Regions from separate parts of the Xenopus tropicalis genome. Here region 2 is linked to region 1. The links are chromatin contacts, called in public Hi-C maps. All regions are on one chromosome and are shown on one strand. The core of a region is the stretch at or near the end of the contact, and the rest is flanking DNA. Distances in the headings are between cores, read along the strand shown.

Evidence for each region. A called contact is a pair of places that touch in the nucleus more often than the background predicts.
Region 2: a Hi-C map of gastrula embryo shows a contact between it and region 1, with 2.0 times the contacts expected there. The contact joins two enhancer-like sites. A contact is called at or near these places in 2 of 5 Hi-C or Micro-C datasets (brain and gastrula embryo).

Annotation. Positions count from the first base shown.
Region 1 is chr1:124,387,842-124,393,698 of UCB_Xtro_10.0, reverse strand. All of the region lies in intron 2 of nfib (nuclear factor I B), which reads right to left. Among named protein-coding and RNA genes, the nearest start is that of nfib, 14 kb to the right of the region's middle. Within about 2 kb of position 2,443, at least 1 of the 11 cell types and tissues checked has an H3K27ac peak or open chromatin away from gene starts, as enhancers often do. A contact at or near this core is called in gastrula embryo, where this site is marked.
Region 2 is chr1:124,453,533-124,459,389 of UCB_Xtro_10.0, reverse strand. It overlaps nfib (nuclear factor I B), which reads right to left. Exons shown (of 12, transcript NM_001097167.1): 3 at 2,347-2,400. Among named protein-coding and RNA genes, the nearest start is that of nfib, 80 kb to the right of the region's middle. Within about 2 kb of position 2,284, at least 1 of the 11 cell types and tissues checked has an H3K27ac peak or open chromatin away from gene starts, as enhancers often do. A contact at or near this core is called in gastrula embryo, where this site is marked.

The sequences.
Region 1 (5,857 bases), core at 1,194-3,693:
ACCACAGGTGTGAAGGCCATGTTGTGCAACTTCTACACAGAAAGCTAGAATGCATATATTTAGCATAATAGTTTGATATGCTTGATATATTACCCCACACTTGTTCAAACAAATCCCCAAAGCTACTGACTCGTTCTCCATCACAAAGTCTACAACATGCTTTAGAGCTGAAATAAACAAGACTTTCTATCATAATGCCCTAGGGCAAAAGTCAGCTCAAAACTTGTCACATTTGCAATATAGCAAAATATATATGCCGATGATTTTTAGTGCTGTCTTGTTTAAGAGGGGCAAAGTCTCCAAAAATAACATATGCTCAGAACTGGCAGTTGCTTGCAAGGTTTTTTTTTTTTTTTAAAGCAAGTTTTCAAAAACCCCAGAGGCTGACCAAGTTTACAAAACAAGAATTGACATATTACACTGGAATACATACAGCAATTGGGACCTTTCAAGGTATAATATGAAACAAATAAAGCAGTAAGTGCCTGCTAGCCAAAGAAGGACATAAGCTGGGACACATAGGTATTCCACAGGAAGAAGCCAGGGAGAAATTTTAGTCCCCAATGTGCAAATGACTGAAAAGAGGGCATCATGGATTTATGCAAGGACCTGTAATAAGTAAAATGAAAAAAGTTTTTTTAAGCATTTCTGTAGCTTCACTGGTACAGACAGTGTGACTACTTCATGCGCTGATGTGTAGCTATTGGGGCAGCCTTTTAAGTTGAATGGGGCATATGTTTACATGGCAAATAACAGATTGGCTTTCTGTAGAATACAATGGTTTTAGTACTTTGGTACTTAACCCTAGTTATAAACAAGGGTTACATATAATATATAACTCTTTAAAATATGAGATTTGATGTCAAGAAACATTTTATGTGTAGGTGCTGCTTGGACAGATATGAATATAATTTTTCTTTATGGTGTTACTGGTGCTTTAAAACTGACAGCTGAGCATCTGGCTGAGTGTCTGGGCTCCTGCTAGAAAATCTGCAGGTGATGTGTACAAAGGTTTGATCTTCAAGCAGAAAAAACAGCTAGTGTGAGCCCCTTAATGATATCTCGATTCCCTGAACACTGCACAGTGTCTAGCTATACTAGCCGATTTAAACATTGGCTATCTCATCTGTATTTAGCACTCCCAAAATACGTAATACAGAATATGTAAATATTGGGTACCTCATCTGTGATTAGGGATTCCCAAGTGATTAGGGTATTGGATAGGACTATCTTTGCCCAGATGGTAAACTTCCTAGTACTGGCAGACGCGGCTTTGTACTTAACTCTGAATGGTAAATGGGTTCTTTGTCTACTCTGAACCCCCCTGTATATGGGTGCTGATATGATAGCTGTTATCTAGGCAGTTGCCATATTTTTTTTTTTATTACAAATGTAACCCTACTTGAAATCAGTGTTTTGAAAGAAATACAGTACCAACAGACAGCACAAAATGCTTCTGATAAAAAGCATATTTGCACAGACTACCAGTAGAGAAGGACACATTTTCTTTATGACCTGGGGTTAGTGCTTGTGCATATCACAAATCAGTTTATAATAGTGTGACCTGACAAATTTACTCATATATTTCATTACATATAATTGGATTATACTGTTATAATCGGGACCAAATATAATATAATTTGCAGCACTTGTAGTTCCTCTAGGTGATGTGTACAGCTAATTAAATTACCACTTAAGAAAAGTAATTGATTGCTTAATTACTTAACAGGTCCCACAGTTGTCATGATAAAAGGTGAAATTAAAATCAGCTATTAGCATCTACAAATAAAGGGATCTTTTATATTTTGTCACTGCCTTTGTATTTTTTTGGTTTCTATTTTAAAATGTTAACCAATGCTAAAATTATTATTATTATTATTACTAACATTTATTTATAAAGCGCCAACATATTCCGCAGCGCTGTACAATAAGTGGGTTTCATTCATTGGACATACAGAGTAACATATAAAGCAATCAATAACCGATACAAGAGGTGAAGAGAGGCCTGCCCAAAAGAGCTTACAATCTACAAGTAATTGCATTCTCTTCGCCTTTTACTTTGCTTTAAAGACGTCTACCATTTTGGGCAATTTTCAGTCAATTTTGCTCAAAAGTGGCATTTGAGTAGACCTAAAATGTACCAACTTCCTCACTGAAAGCTGTAAAGAATTAATTATGGTTACATATAGGGAGGTTGACAACATGCTTAATAAATATTATTACAGACTTTTAACATTTTCTGTATGGATGTCCAATCTACAGCCCTATAGTTGTTGCTAAACTATATTTTTCAGTACTCCATATCTGACTCCCTAACCTGCATGACCTGCACCTCTCGTGAATACAGCAGTAACAAATACAGGCAGAAAGCACAGGTCCTTAGCTGCATCTGTGAGTGCTTATCCACAAGGCAGGGTTCAAAGTGTTTCTCACCTACAGTAATGTCAGCACTCTACATGCTGTGCAGCTACAGATAACATTGCCTTCTTTTGAGCAAGATAAGAAATACACCATATATCAGCAAGAAGGACAAGTAAAATAAAACTAGTTACCATTATTCTAAGCATACAAGATGACAAAAAGTGCAAATAAGTTAGATGACAAATTTTCAAAAACAATATTAATTCATTATATTCTTGTCTTCTATATGTCAACATCATAATGTATATATTATTGGTATTAAGCTTGTTAAAACCTGTTCTGTTGCAATCAACCTTATATGGTTTTAATCAGTGGATGTGTCCTACATTGTTGTAAAATGTTGTAAAATTATTACTGTATTTAGATGGGTGGGTCGTGTAGGTCACATTATTTTTGACTACCATGAGTAATTAAAATGAAAGTCTGCTAAATTCTGTTTTGTAAAACACATTAATGTAAAATGTATGGCTGCGCACCTTTTCCCACTGATGACCATCTTTAATTTTTATTATAAATGATGTTTTTTGAGGGTGTGTGCTGGGGTGGAATCTTGTCAACTTCAACATTTTTTAAGGGGGTTCATAGATAAAGAGTTGGAAAAAGCAGTGTGCTAACTGGATAAAAACAGATATTTAATACATAATATCAAAATGTGAGTTTAGAGCTTAATACACAAAATCTCACACACGTTCTATTCATTCCTCTGGGATTTATCAGGTGTATTTATCAAATGGTAAACTCTCTTGTTCAATATGATCCTAAAAATCCCATAGGAATATAACATGGGTGAGTTTTATGTATTAAACTCTAAACTCACACTTTAACAAATCTGCCCCTTACTACGTTAAAAAGTGCTTCCAGGAATGCAAAGTTGGAAAGTGCATACTTTCTAATCTCTTTGGAACACCATGGTTTAATTTTAACAGTGAATTCTAGAATTAATCACTGTGAAATTAAGTGATTGCATGAAGAGAAGTAAAGAAAAACTAGAAAACTGCATACAAGAGAGTAAAACCTCTAAACTGTGCAACTATGTTTTTAGGTTAAAATGTTGCCCTTTATCATAGGCCTACACATAGCATTAAGAAAAGAAGGTTAATTGGATCTAGGTAAAACCAGTAAAATGAATTTGAATGTAATCAAATTTTCCTTTTAATTTGCTTTATTTGTTTTTTGGTAAGAGATACAAAGCAGATGGTTAATTCAAGGTACCGCTGGACACACATGCAAACCTGAAGCATAAAATATTTTTTGTAAACGGACAGTACACTCTGTTGAGCAGCAGAATTTTAATGAATAGAAATTTTTTGACTATTTTTTAAATTTTGAAAAACTATATTTTTTTCATTTCTTGAGCTAAACAGGGCAAACAGGAAAACCCCAGGCCCCACCTCCTGGTTCTTGCGAGCAATTCTGAGAGAAGGAGAAGGCAGTTAGTCAGATTAACATTGAAGGTAAACACCCTGCATAAAGTAATTTTGGTCATCTGTAAGCCAGAACAAAAAGTGAAACCGAGGGGGTTGGTTATACACAGCTCTTAATCTATATTTAAATAAACAGAAATAAGTACAGAGAGCGGGGATGCAGCATGCAGAACCAAAACAAGGATCAATGATAAATATGGATTTTTCACCACCCACCCCACCCTTGTTAAAAGTAATGACTTTAGCCAGATTGTATTTTATTATTACTAACTCATTCTACACTTTCACTGTCTTTAAAAAATCTGAAGATTTTCATTTATGCATATAATTTTTATCGAGCATTCAACCCTATGGCCCTGGTTTAAATGCAAGCAAAAGGCAAGTTCAGATTTGCTTTTTTCCTCTCCCTGCAGATAATAAAACATATGTTTTGAAGTATAAATACATTCACAACAGGCAATATCTGTAAATTGCCACCTTTAACAGTTATCTAAAGGTACATTTCAAGTAATGCAGCCTGATTAACCTCATTGAGGATTTTGCAGATGCAATGGTAATTCCTAAGCAACAACCGCTGAGGAGAAAGCAATATTTTATCTGAAAGCAAATGTGCACAATCATCTGCTTCATGGAGATATATGCAGTATATATACTACTGTGAAACCCATAACACTTTACATTTATGTTGATAGAGAAACATAAATGGATACATAAACATTTAGAGACAGATAGATAGTAGATTAGATAGATAGATAGATAGATAGATAGATAGATAGATAGATAGATAGATAGATAGATGATAGATAGATAGATAGATAGATAGATAGATAGATAGATAGATAGAGATAGATAGATAGATAGATAGATAGATAGATAGATAGATAGATAGATAGATAGATAGAGATAGATAGATAGATAGATAGATAGATAGATATGCAGACAGATTGGCAGACTGAGCACTTTTAATTATAAGGGCACACTTTTCATAAATATACAGAAACAGTAAAAGAAAAAGGATTAAAAATGTTGCTTTCTTGATACAAACAAGCGAAACAGCTTTCATTCTGTGATTGTCAAAATTTTTACAATTTGCCCACTGCAATGCGGATGCCAACCAACGAATCAAAGGCATGCAGAATGTAGACAAAGAGGGGCCGATGCCAACCTCGGTGCCAGTGGCAACCATTATTGGCATCACGCAGATTCTCTGCCTTTTTTGTACTCTTGGCACTTGACAAACAAAATGGCGGATCTTGTAGAAACAGTCCACAGCAGAAGCAAAAAAAAAAAAAAACTACAGGGACTGATTTTAGATCCCAAGTGAAAGTGATTTTTTTTTTTTTTTGTGACTAGTGATGCTTTAGGCTATGTGCTATAAGATCATTTGTACAGAAACAAAATGTACATATGTCTGTTAAAATCAGAGCTAAATATGATACTAATTAAAATAATGTCAGTATATAAATACAATACGCATGAAGACTTTACATATATGAGCTCACACATCTCCAGCTATAAGGGCAGTATCGCTTTAGAGTAATAGCAAGAGAATTTTGAGACCTCAAATGTAACTGTCTTTGCACTGAATTTTGGTCCACTGCCCTTAAATTTTAATTCTGTAAAGAGAACACATGCTTGTGATTTAACCCCTTCACTCCATGACAGGCTTGCTCATGGCAGTGAAGAAGTTAAAAAAGACACAGCGTTATTAAAAGAAAATAGAATAAAAATAGAAAAATGTTATATATTTTTCAGAACCACAGTAAAAAATCACCCCCTTTTAAATCCTGAATATATGGGGATCAGCAAGCCAATAGATATTAAAGGAAAAATGCAGATTATTGACTTTGCTATTTCTGGAAATTGTCAATATATTGAAGCATCGCTCAACACTGCAATGCGGATGCCAACCAACGAATCACGGGCCTTCTGAGCAAAACAAAGAGGGGTTCATGCCAATCCTAATGCCACTGCCAACCAACACTGGCATTCAAGCAAATCTTCCCTTTTTT
Region 2 (5,857 bases), core at 1,035-3,534, 66 kb before region 1:
TTCACTTACACTTACTATTTCTTCATCTCTAAAATAAACATATTTCCAGACATTTTTTAAACATTAAGCCATTTAAGCCTACTGCCTCTGATGGCCCGTTCAAACTTCATGGTGTCGTTTGGAATGAAATAAGCAAACAAATAAAGTTTGCGATAAATGACCAGGTCCTTTAATCTCACAAAAATTGAAAATCTGAGAAATGTATCTTGTTATTTATTTGGGATATTTACTAATTAAAGCTTCCTATGAGTGACTTTTTGTATGTAAACCTTTGGTTTAGAACTCACAGCAGCCAAATTGCAGCTGATTCAGTGGCCTGCTGGAGATAATGGTAGCACCAAAGGTTCAAAACAAATGGGGACTATTCAACTATTCCTATGTGTAATTCTCAAATTTTCACATTTTTAATGGCAGGGAAGAGTGGTAAGTGATGTGTTCTCTAGTGCTTGTATAAGACCCTGGTGTGAAATGCATTAGCAGAATCACCTGGGATCCTGCAAATGAACTCTAATAAGCTTATTAACATTCATGCATGCAAGATATCTCACCTGCGTGCACAATTATGTAAATTAGCTTCAGTGATTATCCCACCCCTCATGCAGAAAAGAATGATGAATGGGGTAGGAAAGCAACAGAAAGGCAGGCCACCATTCCGATAAAAAGGAAGAGGTTTGCCCTTTAATCATTAAAAGTGGGTCAGTTTATTATGGATATTAAAAAAATTGAGAAGTTCATTTAGAAGCTTAAACAAATCTGTTGGGTTTTACTTGTTTTTTCACATTTGGGCCAATAATAAGACATAGGACACCTGAAGTCACCATCTAGAAATTATAATTGTGAATTCTGCATGCAAACAACCCTTGCCCTTCTTTGATATCTTTTGTTAAAGACAGTAGAATGGATACTAACCCTATAGCCTTCATTCTAACCTTAGCTCAGCTGACTTTTTGAAAAAGAGTCTTCTGAAATAGAATACCCCTATCTACTACCTTTTTTTAACTTACACCATTTGCAAGAAACAGACATTAGCAAATTAACATCCAAAAAGAGCTTGCCACGTATTTTTCCTCAGAAGGAAATACATCCTTTCAGACAAAAAGGCAATCAATCAGTCTCTGGATAAAATAGTACAATTACCTGAAGAAGAGAATTTCAAGAGAATTTGAGAACTTCATAGCTCTCACTAAAAGAAATTAAATTCTCTTTTTGACCTCAAGGAATGCTCTTGTATCCTCTAGAATCAAGACATCTTGAGTTGTTCTGGAGTTAGATCTTGGCCAATTATTTCCAGATGGGGTAATCTGGGCATCAGTTTGAGGGAAATGCATCAGAAAGCCTAGGCAATATCCAGATGTGATGCATCTATATTATCGGTTTTTTTTTTTTTGCATATCTGACTTACTGGTAGTTAGATATCCTTTCCTTTGGTCACACTATCTAGAATGTATCATTGTAAGATACTGTTCCTGAAACCTGTAAAGGTGGCCATACACGTGGCGATCCGAGGATGTTTCGTACGACCATCGGTCGCACGAAACATCGTAAGATCCGCCACACACCATTCAGGGCTGAATCGGCAGGTAAGGAGGTAGAAACAATAGGATTTCTACCTCCTTCTGCCGATTCAGCTCTGAAGGGAGAATTTTGGTCAGGCGCCTTCTATGGCGCCCGATCAAAATTTTCAAACTTGTCCGATCGGCGAGTCGTCCGATATCGGCAGCTTCCTGCGATATCGGTCGACTCGCCGACATGCCATACACGCACCGATTATGGTACGAAACGAGGTTTCGTACGATAATATCGGTGCGTGTATGGCCACCTTAAGTTTATCACTTCCCACATACTCACAAGCTGGATCCGATGATATTCTGATATTTCTTATACTTTCCTTATTGGTCCTTTTACACACATTGTTTTGCATACTGGCAACTATTCATTTGTTTATAAACTCCATGTTTATCTCTAAATGATACATTGTAGAATGTATTTCTCTCTATCAATCTATTCTATATCTATTCTTCTATCTATCTATCTATCTATCTATCTATCTATCTATGTTTCATCAATACATATGTGGTATAGAGGAATCAGTACTTTAATTTGTGTTCTACACAGCTTTCACTTCTTGCCCTGTTTCAGAATATGCAGAGATTAACTGAATATTAATGAAGTTGCAGTTAAAGCATTTGCTACAATAAAGAGGTAACATAATCACTGCTTGTGCTGATTATACCCATTGCCTATGCAAAGCAGATTGCTGACCAATTATACACTTTTAAGCTATCACAGTAGCACCTTTGTTCTCTGACATTGTTAGAATGTAAATTTTCCGGGGGTTATATTTACCTGGTGGATTCTTGGCAGGATCATTGTGGCTTGGACTTCCTGATTGTCCAGGATCTGTAAAGAAAATCAGAGTGAAAGGTAAGTGTTTTTGTGTTGCAAGCATTAAAAGTTTTTTACAATGCTGATGAACTGTCGAAAGTAGACGAACAGACGCAAGCTCCCTTGTTTCACTAGACAAATGTGCGGAATAGATTTCTAGGTACAGATGAGTTGATTACATTGTGCAAGAAGCTTTGCATAATTAGACTTTCACATTAATTACTCTTTCACATAGCACAATACAAACCTCTAATTGAATCTAAAAAAGAAGGAGTAAAACATAGAAAAGAAAAAGAATGGCGAGAGAACTAAAGACATGCTGACAATTCTGAAATTCTGTTTCTGAGTGTCTTGAACAGCACTAGAAGTTTACTGCTTCAATAAAACCCTTTTTGAAATATTTAGTGCCCGTATGATTTATCAGTTCAGGCAGCAGCAGCAGAATGATATAATGAAAAGTCCAACTTTGCTGTCTAAACTCCAGGTGCACCAGAAGTAAATATGTACCCTAGATGCATGAAGGCATAAGGGTGTTTGTTTTGCTGAAGTTCATTAAAAACATCCTAAGTGTTTCTATTCTTAACTCAGTGAGCTTCTAAAAACAGCTACAACACCAGTGCTAGTGGCCATGGTGTCAGGAACTTATTGAATGATTTGTTTGCTCCATTAAAAGGGTATGTCTCATTTGTCAACCCTCCAACTGTTGAACCATAGATTGAAACCAAACATAGGGGATGCTATGTAACCTACATGCTAACATTCCTGCTACAATTATATAATGTAAAATGTTTCCAACATTAAAGCCAAATGTCTAATATCTAGTTCCATACAATACCCGTTCCTGTGGGAGCTACAAAAGATTGGTTTACCAATGTTAATAGGGTTTGGAGCCAATTATAGTTTTCCAATAACATCACTATTGAACACAGATATATGAATGTTTTGACATTAACAGATTTCTTGGTCTACTCAGCAGTGGTTGGGCAGGGATGGGCATCCTTAATCTGTGGTTTGAATACAGAGACTAAGCTGCCTTGTGGCCTGGGCATCTCCACCTGCCAGTTTATGGAATGACAGAGCTGTCAGCTGTGGAAGTGAGCCTGCATGTGTGTCTGCGTACGTGCTAAGGGAAGGGCACAAGGGAGGAAACCATCTGCCTATGCTGGGCAGTCATTCATTGCTGGATTTAACAGCTGCAGAATAGGAGTGCCCAGAAGGACAGAATTGAGTAGTGTGAGTTAGACAGAGACTATGCGCCCAGGAGTTGGCACTGCCTACCATTTTTCCCAGGGAATAAAGACTCTCTCCAGATGTCTGTGTGGCACAAAAATAAGGAATGCAGATTTCCTTGTGGCAAATTAAGAGAGGGCAAGGGGGCCAATGTGCGATTAACCACTTCAATGCAAAATTAATACTCAGCAAAAGTGGCTTGCATTATTTTAAAATAACATACAAGCTCTTGTGTCTTTTTACATGCTACAATTGTGTACAAATTGTATGCTATTGTACTGCCTAAATCTTCTATGGCTAGAGAGGATGGACATCTGCTTTTAAATTAAGCTTATTAAGACATATTGATAAGTGTAGGTCTTTTTTCTAATTATTATTGTAGTGCATTTATATATCAGCACATTTTTTAGAGGCTACTGTAAAACAGACAGATAAATAAAGCAAACTAATAACAGACCAGTGGTCACATAGACTTGTTTACAATATCCTAATTAAATGTATACATACTCATTATATCACCTTTGTTTTTCCAATTTGCAGTCTATAAACCAGGTTGCAATTCTGGTAATAACGCACCAATGTGCTCTTTGCTTAAAGCAGGTGGTAAACTAAAATGTGTAGAAAACATATTTTCTAAATACATACAAAAAAAGTTCTAAGCTATGTTAGATAAAATCCATTCTTACATATTGCACAAATTAGTTGATAGTTAAAAGTAACCTTAAATTACTTTTACTTATAGATTTTAATGACCTTTATCATAACCACATGTACTGTAAGAGTGTGTTTATTCAAGACTGACAGCATTTTATTTTGCATTTAATAACTGTGTGCTAAAATAGTGTCTTGTAAGCTAAGCAAAGAAAAATCAGTATGACTGGTTTTCTTTTCTTTTGTTTCACAATCACTGTGTGGGAAAAGGCGTTTATTTGGGTTTTTTTGTCTTTCAACATAGCTATTTTACAGAAGCTTACAAAACTGTACATTAAATATTGCAAAGTTTACAATATTATTTGTTGTTAAACATTATTTTGTAAAAGAAAACCAAGCCCGTAGGAACAAGTCTCTTCACCTGAAAATCAAAACATGTCATGAATGGCACAAGGGTTAGCTGAGGAATTATATTTCGTGTGACCTTCTTTGTATTATACATTTTTGTACTGGAAATTAATAATTGGGAAATAAAGAAATACATGTTTTCAGATAGCATTTATGCGAGCAAGTGATATTGCTTTCCAATTAATGGTAAGACTTGGTATGATTGTTATGTTTCTTCCTTGGCCATGTTTCTAACCACAAAGAGAGGGGACTTTCTAAGGCAGGGATCCCCAACCTTTTATACTCGTGAGCCACACTCAGATCTAAAAGTCTTGGTGAGCCACACAGGCATGAAAGAAGCTCTTTGGGGAATGCCAAATATGGAATATGGTTGGCTGTTTGGTAGCCCCATGTGGACTGCTGGCCTGCAGGGGGCTCTGCTTGCAATAAAACTGTATCTCTGTGCTTCCAAAACTTGCTTCCAAGCCAGAAATGGCATCTACTTTGAAAGGGGGTGGTGAGCAACATGTTGCTCCTGAACCACTGGTTGGGGATCACTGTTCTAAGGTTTGCCTGAGCAAGCAGGTTTGGACTGGTGTTCATCCAGACACCAAAGTATTTATCAGTTCCTCTGTTAATGTTTTTAGACCCAGCTCTTAAGACAAAGACTGTTTAGGTTGCTTGTTTTTTATTTTTACCTTCAAAACAACCCATTCATTTTTTCATGACTATGTTGTGTCATTTTAAAGCTTAGAGTAGCCTTAAGAGTATCCTAGGGTCAGTCTGTCTGTGTCACCTAAGGATTAAAGTGTCCTATCTTAAAAAGTCTGTAATCCCATGACTGGTTTTAAGTTCCAGCCATGTATCATTTGCCTTAAATAGTCACTACTCAGTGAGAAAAGTCATATTGCACTGTGATCAGCATTAACTGATAATGTCCAATCTAATTCTTTTGAAAGAGTTTGCCAACATTAGCAGTGTAACTGCTAACTTACAATGTCTGAAGAAAGAACTAAGACTGCCAACAGCTGTCCCAAGAGCTATAAGGTTTGTTTGCATTTGAAACATCTATGGTGCACTGTGACTATTAAAATGCATTTGTTTACTCTAAATGTCAAAACAAACACAATGAGATACATAATCTAAAAGGCTTGAATGATTTAAGAAGCTATCAGGTTTACTGTACAGATGGAGGTCAATCACA